Linked DNA regions of Mus musculus: regions 1 and 2 are each linked to region 3. A link is a contact called in public HiChIP or PLAC-seq and promoter capture Hi-C data. All regions are on one chromosome and are shown on one strand. The core of a region is the stretch at or near the end of the contact, and the rest is flanking DNA. Distances in the headings are between cores, read along the strand shown. Region 1 holds the start of Adm (adrenomedullin). Region 2 holds the start of Ampd3 (adenosine monophosphate deaminase 3). Region 3 holds the start of Ipo7 (importin 7).

What was found. Promoter capture Hi-C pulls out the DNA fragments that hold promoters and counts their contacts. HiChIP or PLAC-seq counts read pairs in DNA pulled down with a chosen protein or histone mark.
Region 1: a contact with region 3 is called in an H3K4me3 HiChIP or PLAC-seq map of pro-B cells, with 6 times the contacts expected there. The contact joins the promoter of Adm here to the promoter of Ipo7 in region 3. A contact is called at or near these places in 5 of 39 promoter capture datasets (cranial neural crest, embryonic stem cells, hippocampal neurons and 2 more), 4 of 115 datasets of contacts at active chromatin or transcription factors (astrocytes, embryonic forebrain, large pre-B cells and 1 more) and 1 of 9 other capture datasets (liver).
Region 2: a contact with region 3 is called in a promoter capture Hi-C map of erythroid cells, with 8 times the contacts expected there. The contact joins the promoter of Ampd3 here to the promoter of Ipo7 in region 3. A contact is called at or near these places in 2 of 39 promoter capture datasets (erythroid cells and pre-B cells).

The regions. Positions count from the first base shown.
Region 1 is chr7:110,626,384-110,629,083 of GRCm38.p6, forward strand. Adm (adrenomedullin) reads left to right here and starts at 1,274. Exons shown (of 4, transcript NM_009627.2): 1 at 1,274-1,438; 2 at 1,874-1,993; 3 at 2,142-2,291; 4 at 2,479-2,700. The coding sequence starts at 1,896. It overlaps Gm28863 (a long non-coding RNA gene), which reads right to left. Exons shown (of 3, transcript XR_003946665.1): 2 at 352-2,032; 3 at 1-115.
Region 2 is chr7:110,766,927-110,769,626 of GRCm38.p6, forward strand. It overlaps Ampd3 (adenosine monophosphate deaminase 3), which reads left to right and starts at 1,280. Exons shown (of 15, transcript NM_001276301.1): 1 at 1,280-1,453. It also overlaps B430319F04Rik.
Region 3 is chr7:110,017,032-110,019,731 of GRCm38.p6, forward strand. It overlaps Ipo7 (importin 7), which reads left to right and starts at 1,284. Exons shown (of 25, transcript NM_181517.5): 1 at 1,284-1,477. The coding sequence starts at 1,394.

The sequences.
Region 1 (2,700 bases), core at 24-2,523, 610 kb after region 3:
GTCTGTGTCCACATCACCAGGGCTGGGGGCTAGGAGCTGTCGTAGGTCATGTCTTTAGCTTCGGGACCTTCCGGGAGACCTGCATGCGGAGCTACGCCTGTCGCCCAGTTTGGCCCTAGAAGGGAAGAAAGTGAACTCACGGATCTGTGAAGAGCACCAGCCCGTGGCAAACGTGTTCGAACTGATTCATCGTGAATTAGCACATATCTCTGGGCTAGGCGGGGGCCGGCATTCTCCCCCCACCTGATGAGAATGGTGACCCCAGCCAGAAAACCGAGCCGCTGTGCCCCAGTCTTTTGAGTCCAGACTCTACAGCTTCCCACCTTTAGTGTGACTGGGCAATAGACTTACCCTTTCGGCACTTCACTTTAATTCAAGAGAACACCAGCTCGGGAGTGTAGAGATCAAAAGCGATTGGGATCTGGCTGGGATTTGTCAACTGTAAAGTGATTAACATATGTGAGGCATTAGTGTGCTCCCAGTCAGTCAATCCTCACGTTTATGATGGATGAATGAAGGCAGTCAGGTCAACTCGCAGGTCATAGCCTTATAAGGGATAATAGTATCACAAGGAAGAAAACAAAACTATCTCTCTTCCTAATTTTGGCTATTCCTGTATTTCCAAATAGGAATGTGAGTTCTGAATTTTCAGATAACTACCCTCTCCAAACCCCAATTTCCAATTCAGCTGTTCCCAGTTCTGCCCTTATTACGAAATCCGTACTGGCTAGTCTATCGAGAAACCCCTCAGTCCCAGTCACTGGAGACTGAGCCTCTCCCTTCCAGGTGTACCCTGCGGGCACAGATGGGGGTCGAGGCTCAGTCAGGTGCTAAGCCGGCAGGGGGCGCGGTCCATTTGAGGTCACAGCTCCCCAAGTCCGGGGTTTTGGTTATCCATGTGTCCCACCCGTCTCCCGGTTCTTGCAGCACTGTCCAGGAAGCTCAGATCAGCACTCTGGGTTGTACACATTATGGGCAAAGGATTCACCCCACCCGAGTTGTTCTGGTTCCCCTTCCCTTCTCACTGTTTGAACTCTATGCTGGGAAATTAGGGCAAGGGAAGTCCTGCTCCAGTCTAATCTCTCAGAGCGGATCTCTGAGATGTCTAGCCACAGGGGACCTCTTACCCCTACCCCCCATACCCACAGGCAAGCTGCAGGGCAGGTCTGGTTTTAGAAGCAAGCACGCTGGAGAGGGAGGACTCCAGGGCAAATCTGACCACGCCCACCGTCCGCCCCTGAGCGCTTATAAGACGCTGGAGCTGGTGCTCACTAGTCAGTGGTTTCTTGGTGACACTAGACAGAGCAACTCCAGCGTTACCGCTCCCGCTCCTGGTTTCTCGGCTTCTCATCGCAGTCAATCTTGGACTTTGGGGTTTTGCTACTGTCAGAAGGACTTCTTTCTGCTTCAAGTGCTTGACAACGCACCCCTTTATCAGGTAGGAACCGCTGGCCTCCAGCATGTTAGGGAGGGGGACGGCTTTGCCAAAGCCCCAAAACTTGCAGAGCTGGACAAGGGGGAACAACCCACTTTAGGGTATCCAATGTAGAGAACACCTCATTGCCCAGGTCTAGCTCATGCGCACAGCTGGAGCTCTCTTGAGATCCCCCCTCCTCCTTGGGCTGAGATCCTGGGACTTTAGTTGGAAACCTCTGGAAGCCTGGCACTTCTCAATGGCTTCCTTTGCCTTGCTTGTCACCCACCCGGCCAGCGCAAAAATCTCCGGTGTTTCTCTGCGCCAGTGGGGGAGATAAGCAGCTGAGCCAGGAAGAGCGCTGCCAAGCGGCTCCCCGTCCTGCCGCCACCCTTCGCGTGCTGACGGGATCGTGCTGCTGGCCCGGTTGCTCACACTCGGTGTCTTGTTCCTTTCCAGGGTATCAGAGCATCGCCACAGAATGAAGCTGGTTTCCATCACCCTGATGTTATTGGGTTCACTCGCTTTCCTAGGCGCGGACACTGCAGGGCCAGATACTCCTTCGCAGTTCCGAAAGAAGTGAGTTTGGGCCGTGCTTTCTTTCTTCACTTTGAATACCTGGCAATGAGAGAAAACTGAGAGATGGTCTGGAGGTGTTACAAAGGGAGTGGAGCTGGCTGGGACATCACTTGAACTTAGGCCAAACGCATCTGCTTGTGTTTTCTAGGTGGAATAAGTGGGCGCTAAGTCGTGGGAAGAGGGAACTACAAGCATCCAGCAGCTACCCTACGGGACTCGCTGATGAGACGACAGTTCCTACCCAGACTCTTGATCCATTCCTGGACGAGCAGAACACAACTGGCCCCCTACAAGCCAGGTAACTATGCTCTCTGCAGAGGATGTGCCCTCTCCACTACTCTGACCCTGGGGATTGTCCTGGCTGCACTGCAGCTGAGGCTCCGGCGGAGGGAACGGGTTCCAGGTCCCTCGGGTACTGCATGGCTCCGGTCCCAGGTGGTTGGGACCAAAGCCCCGGTTGATGAGGTGTCCTTCCTTCTTCACAGCAATCAGAGCGAAGCCCACATTCGTGTCAAACGCTACCGCCAGAGCATGAACCAGGGTTCCCGCAGCAATGGATGCCGCTTCGGGACCTGCACATTTCAGAAATTGGCCCACCAGATCTACCAGCTAACAGACAAAGACAAGGACGGCATGGCTCCCAGAAACAAGATCAGCCCTCAAGGCTATGGCCGCCGGCGCCGGCGTTCCCTGCTGGAGGTCCTCCG
Region 2 (2,700 bases), core at 30-2,529, 750 kb after region 3:
GTATAACACTCATAACTCCAGTTCTAGGGGAGACAATGCCCTCTTTTGACTTCCTCATGCACCAAATACACAGGTATGCACAGACATATATGGGAACAAAAGGTTCATGCACATAAATAAATCTAAAAAAAATTAAGGTTCAGCAAACTAGCTAGCTTTTTGTTTCTGTTTCTGTTTGTTTGTTTTTCTGTTAGACAGGGTTTCTTTGTATAACAGAGCCCTGGCTGTCCTGGACTTGCTTTGTAGACCAGGCCGGTCTCAAACTCAAAGATAGCTGTATGCTGCTTGAGTGCTGGGATCAAAGGCATGGACCACCAAGCCTGGCCTAGCAAACTAGTTTAATCACGGTTCTTTCACCAAGCCGATCATGGGCAACTTTAAAGCAAGAAGAAAAAGATGCAGCATACTATTCATTAAAAGGAAAATAATTTTCTGGGTTGATGGTATGTGCCTTTAATCCCAGCAGTCTGGAGGCAGAAGGAGGGTCCATATAGCAAAATCCAGGTGAGCCAGGGCTGCATAGTGAGATCCTGTCGTATTTTTAAATTATTGCTTCATTTTTATCACATCTTTAACATTTTAAGTGTGCTATGTAATGTATATTAGCAGTCATGTGAGTATCATTGATAAATATGTAGATTGCAAGCATCAGGCTATGAAGTAGAAAGAATAAAATTTGGTGCTTAAATGAGACAGCTGTGAAGTGAATGAAAACTCACAGTAGCAGTAACTCTGTGAAAGAGGCACAAGTCAAAAGGTGGCTCCCCAGTGTGGCTTAAAGTGGGGGTGCTTGGGTGAGGTCACTGGTCAAGACTAAAACCACCAGCAGGCAATTAGGAGTTGGGCCTAGGAATCTCTGGTTGAGATGCACCTGCCGCTCTAGAGTATTCTGGGCCTAAGAGTTTACTAGCTTATCAGCAGGCAGGAGGCCATTAAAACCACCTGGATGGGCCTGGATTCTCTGAGTTAGCTCCAGAAATGATCCAGGGAGCTGGCATCCCGAGACTCCTCGGAGCAGGAGCAGCATAATGGAAAACCAGGCCATGGAGGCTAAGAAACCGGTCACTCTGTGGAAGTCTGTGGAAGCCAGCGGCGGCAGACACCCAGTGCTAACTTTGGGAGCTGTGTTCCAGGAAGGAAGGCGTGGTCAGCAGGCTGCAGTGCTGGGAAGAGGTGAGCAAGGGTGCACAGAAAGCTCCCGCTGGCCTTGGCAACTCAGAGGTCATTCCGGACTTTGAGGGGCTGGCATAGAAACTAGACCGCAGAAGGCTGGGAAGCAAGGAAGTGTGTGTGTGTGTGTGTGTGTGTGTGTGTGTGTGTGTGTGTGTGTGTGTGTGTGTGTGTGTGTACACGCGCGCGCCCGTGTGTGTTGGGAGGGGCGGGAAGGTGATTCAAGGGACCGGTCCAACACCTGGAGAAAACCAACGCTTGCTGGTCGGTTTAGCTACCAAGAGTAAGTGTCGTGGAGGGAACCATGCCTCTAGAATCTCGTTTTTTGGGGAAAGTCCTGGTTGGGAGGGGAGGAGGAGGTGGGCAAACACCTCGAGGCGCAGCAGCTAGATTGGTGGTAGGGAGGCTCAGAGCGGGTATCCCTGCTGGCATCTGACCCGGGACAGTGTCGCGGCCCCACGGAGCCCGGGTGGAGCCGGACTCGCTTCCGGCCGAGGACAGGGAGGCTGCCGCGCCCGGGTGCTTAGGTTTCCTGCTGGCAGCGCGGCCCAGCGCCTCGGGTAGCTTCGGGTCCTCCAGGTAGTGCGCGATCCCGCTGCACAGGCTCTCTGCCCCGCCACCGGGCCCTGCCGCACAGCGCTCAGCCTGGTCCCCACCAGTCGCGGGCTCCTGCGGGGCGGGCACGGGCTGCAAGCGCGGCCTGGTCGGGTCCAGCTCCACGTACCGGGCCGCGCAGGCGTCAGTGCGCTGCTGCCGCTGCCCTGTGCGCCCTGCCCGGCGCGGCACCTGCGCTCCAGCCCGGCAGCCGGCCCCCATGGCCCTGCCCTCCGAATCCGGTGAGTGCGCGCGATGCTGCGCCGCTGACCTTGGGCCGGCGCTCTGTGCCCAGTCCCCTCTGTGCTCAGAGACCAGAACCTCCGCAGCTCCCACCTCCAGAGCCTGTTCCCCGTCCCTACCCAGCGGTGGCCTGGGTCCTGGCCTCTGGTGAGCCTGCAGCACCTCTGGTTCCTGGCTTAGAGAAAAATCTCAAGATTTAGGGAAATTAAAGGAACCGGGCATGCTAGCTTTTGAGCTCCTGGACAAGTTTCTAGGTGCCTGAGCCTCACTGGGTGTGTTGGGCTGGGGTGAACTTCTAGGTGGAGGCAGAGGTATGGACCAGATGATGAGTCCGTTTGAGGACCCCTTTCTTACCTCCTGTCACTGGGCAAGTCACTGGGAGTACACCCTTGTGCTGTAGTAGGTTGGTTCCGCCCTTGAACTTCCTGCAGCTGCTTTAAGAGCAGATCTGCTAATGGCTGGTCTAGGCTGGCAGAGGCCTGTGATGCAAGTTTGAGAGGCCCCTTAGTAGATGTTTTCTAACGGGAGTGTCCCCAAACTGCATGTGGCTGGTGAGAAATAAGCAAAGTTACTGGAGTAAAGCTGACAGCAGTATGCCCAGTATGGTCCTGAGCAGTTGTGGGCTGAGCAGGGACCTCTTTAAGAAGACATGCTTTGTACCCTAGGTACAAAGAGTCAATGCCAAGTTGCAGG
Region 3 (2,700 bases), core at 34-2,533:
CCGGCCAAAATATTCTTATTTCATGAGAATTTATAATCAAGTATGGTAGTACAGCACTTGTGGGGTGGAGCAGGATTACAAATTTAAGGACAGTATGTTGTACACAGAGAACTGAATTCCTGCTTTCTTCAAGAACATAAGGTCCTAACCACTGAGTCATTTCTACAGCTCCCTGTTGCTCCTTTGTGAGACAGGTTCAAACATTGTAGCTCAGGCCTGCCTGAAGCTCAGTATATAGCTTCCCTTAGATTCTAATTGAAAATTGATTTGATTTCTAAAGGTAAAATGATTTGAGATGTATGACAGTAGTTCTCAATATTTTCACTGCTGCAATCCTTCAATATAGTTACTTATATTATGATGATTCCCAACCATGATAGTAGCATTTTCATTGCTACTTTATAACTGCAATTTTGCTACTGCTATGAATTATACTGTAAATATCTGATATGCAGAGGATAGCTGATATTCAACAAAGGGGTCACGATCCACAGACCCACAAGATGAGAACTACTGAATTAGAGGTTTAAATATCCATACACAGGGAGTTTTAATGGACATTATGCATTTATTCTGAATTTAGAAATAATTTATATAATGACGTAGCTGAGATTTGAACACTCATTAATAAGGCACAACTTCAATATATAGGATAAAGTCTTACAAAATGAGATTAATGAATCAAAGTGGAGCAGTTTTTATGGCATTTAGAAACTCATCTCAAATCATTGTTGAGAAAGTTCCATCTGGGAGGCTCAGGCAGTGGTATTGCAACAAGTTCAGGTCAAAAGCCTGTCTCAAAAAACAAAACAGAGCTGGGCGTGGTGGCGCATATCTTTAATCCCAGCACTCTCCCAGCACTTGGGAGGTAGAGGCAGGCGGATTTCTGAGTTCGAGGCCAGCCTGGTCTACAAAGTGAGTTCCAGGACAGCCAGAGCTATACAGAGAAACCCTGTCTCAAAAAACCAAAAAACAAAACAAAAACAAAACAGAAATTTCTTTTAATTATACAGTTAGTAACAACGTATTGCATCACACACTTCTTGAGATTCTCTAGGGATATCATATAAAATTTTGTAACTATTTTACTTTTCTCTTTGTGGCGTTTGAACGTTGTCCCTTTCACTGACTACAGTGGGAGCCAGCCACGTGGGCCGTGTCCGCGTTTGGGGACTACATTTCCCAGGGTGCTCCGCCGGAGACTTGACAGGAAGTGGCCGGAGCATCTCCCGCCTCCACGCCGAGGCGAGAAGGTTCTATCCGGGGCCTTGGCGCTTCTCTTTCCTTTCGCGCCGGTTGCCGCTGCGGAGCGCGGCCGGTCCATGTGCGCAGTGAGTGGCGCTATTTCTGCCTCAGTAGCACCGGTGTCCCGGGTCTGACCGACCGCGCGGCGATGGATCCCAACACCATCATCGAGGCCCTCCGGGGCACCATGGACCCAGCCCTGCGCGAGGCCGCTGAGCGCCAGCTCAATGAAGTAAGGACGGCCGGCTAGCGGCTGCTGCGGGCTTGTGGGCCGGCAGGCCAAGACTTCCAGGCCTGGCTGGAGACGCGGAGCACAGCTCCGACGAGCCCATTTGGAGAGGTTGGGCGGAGATCTGACCGCCGTGCCAGGCTCCACTGTGGGGACGCGGCGTCCAGGCCGCCACTCGGTCGGCTTCCGAGTGGGCCTCTGGCCCGGGTCTGGGCGTGTGGAGCCGGCCGAGCTAGGCGGGCGTGACGGTCTGGACACATGGCCGGCTCCCGTGGCCCGCCGCCCTCTGGCTGTCTCCCAGTTTGCTCTCGGGAGGGGGCGAGACAAACTGGGAGGGTGTAGAGATGTGTCCCAGACCAGTCTTTCCGGCGCCCGGTCGGCCGGGGTTCCTGGGGAGGCTAGCTAGTCCACTGGGGGCTGCGCCTGACAGCCTTGTGTGTGCTCTTGGCGGATCAGTGACCTGCCTGTCCGGTACAACTTTCTTCTCGCCGGCGAGGTGCTAGGGACAGATTTCAGATCTGGTAGGGCAGGGGTAGTGTGGGTTACACTGTGCGATCCCCGCTCTGGTACTGTCCTAGTACCACAGTTGGGAGGCGGGATGATGTAGTGGAACGGGTCAGATAAAGTGCGACCTTCTAGGTATAGCAGCCTCAATGATTTCTGGAGTGAGTGACCTTGGGCAAGTCTCACCTCCAGATCCTGAGTTGTACTCATTCATGAAATTAGGCCGTACGGTTGCTGTGATGGTCAAGTGAGATAATCTAGAGCCTATAGAGCTTTCATATGCAACATTAGTGGAGAGTTGGTTTCTCTTCCACGTGTTTTGGGCAGTGCCCCTTGGAAAACTGTTATATTGATATTCTATTGTACTGATTTCATCAGCGTTCTTTTTTTCTGAACTTGGCTATTTTATATATTAGTAAGAATTTAATAGGTTTATAAAAAGGCCTCTGTAAGGTCTCTTTGAGTCTCAGTGTTTTGGTGTGTGTGTGTTCATATACATATATATGTATACTGCATATACACAAATACTAAATTGTATATGCACGCTTTATACACACATATAAGTATCTTTTTTTTTTTTTAATGCAAAAAGAAACCCTTGTTTAAAGAAATCTTAGCCGAGCGGTGGTGGTGCACGCCTTTAATCCCGGCGCTTGGGAGGAAGAGGCAGGAGTATTTCTGAGTTCCAGGCCAGCCTGCTCTACAAAGTGAGTTCCAGGACA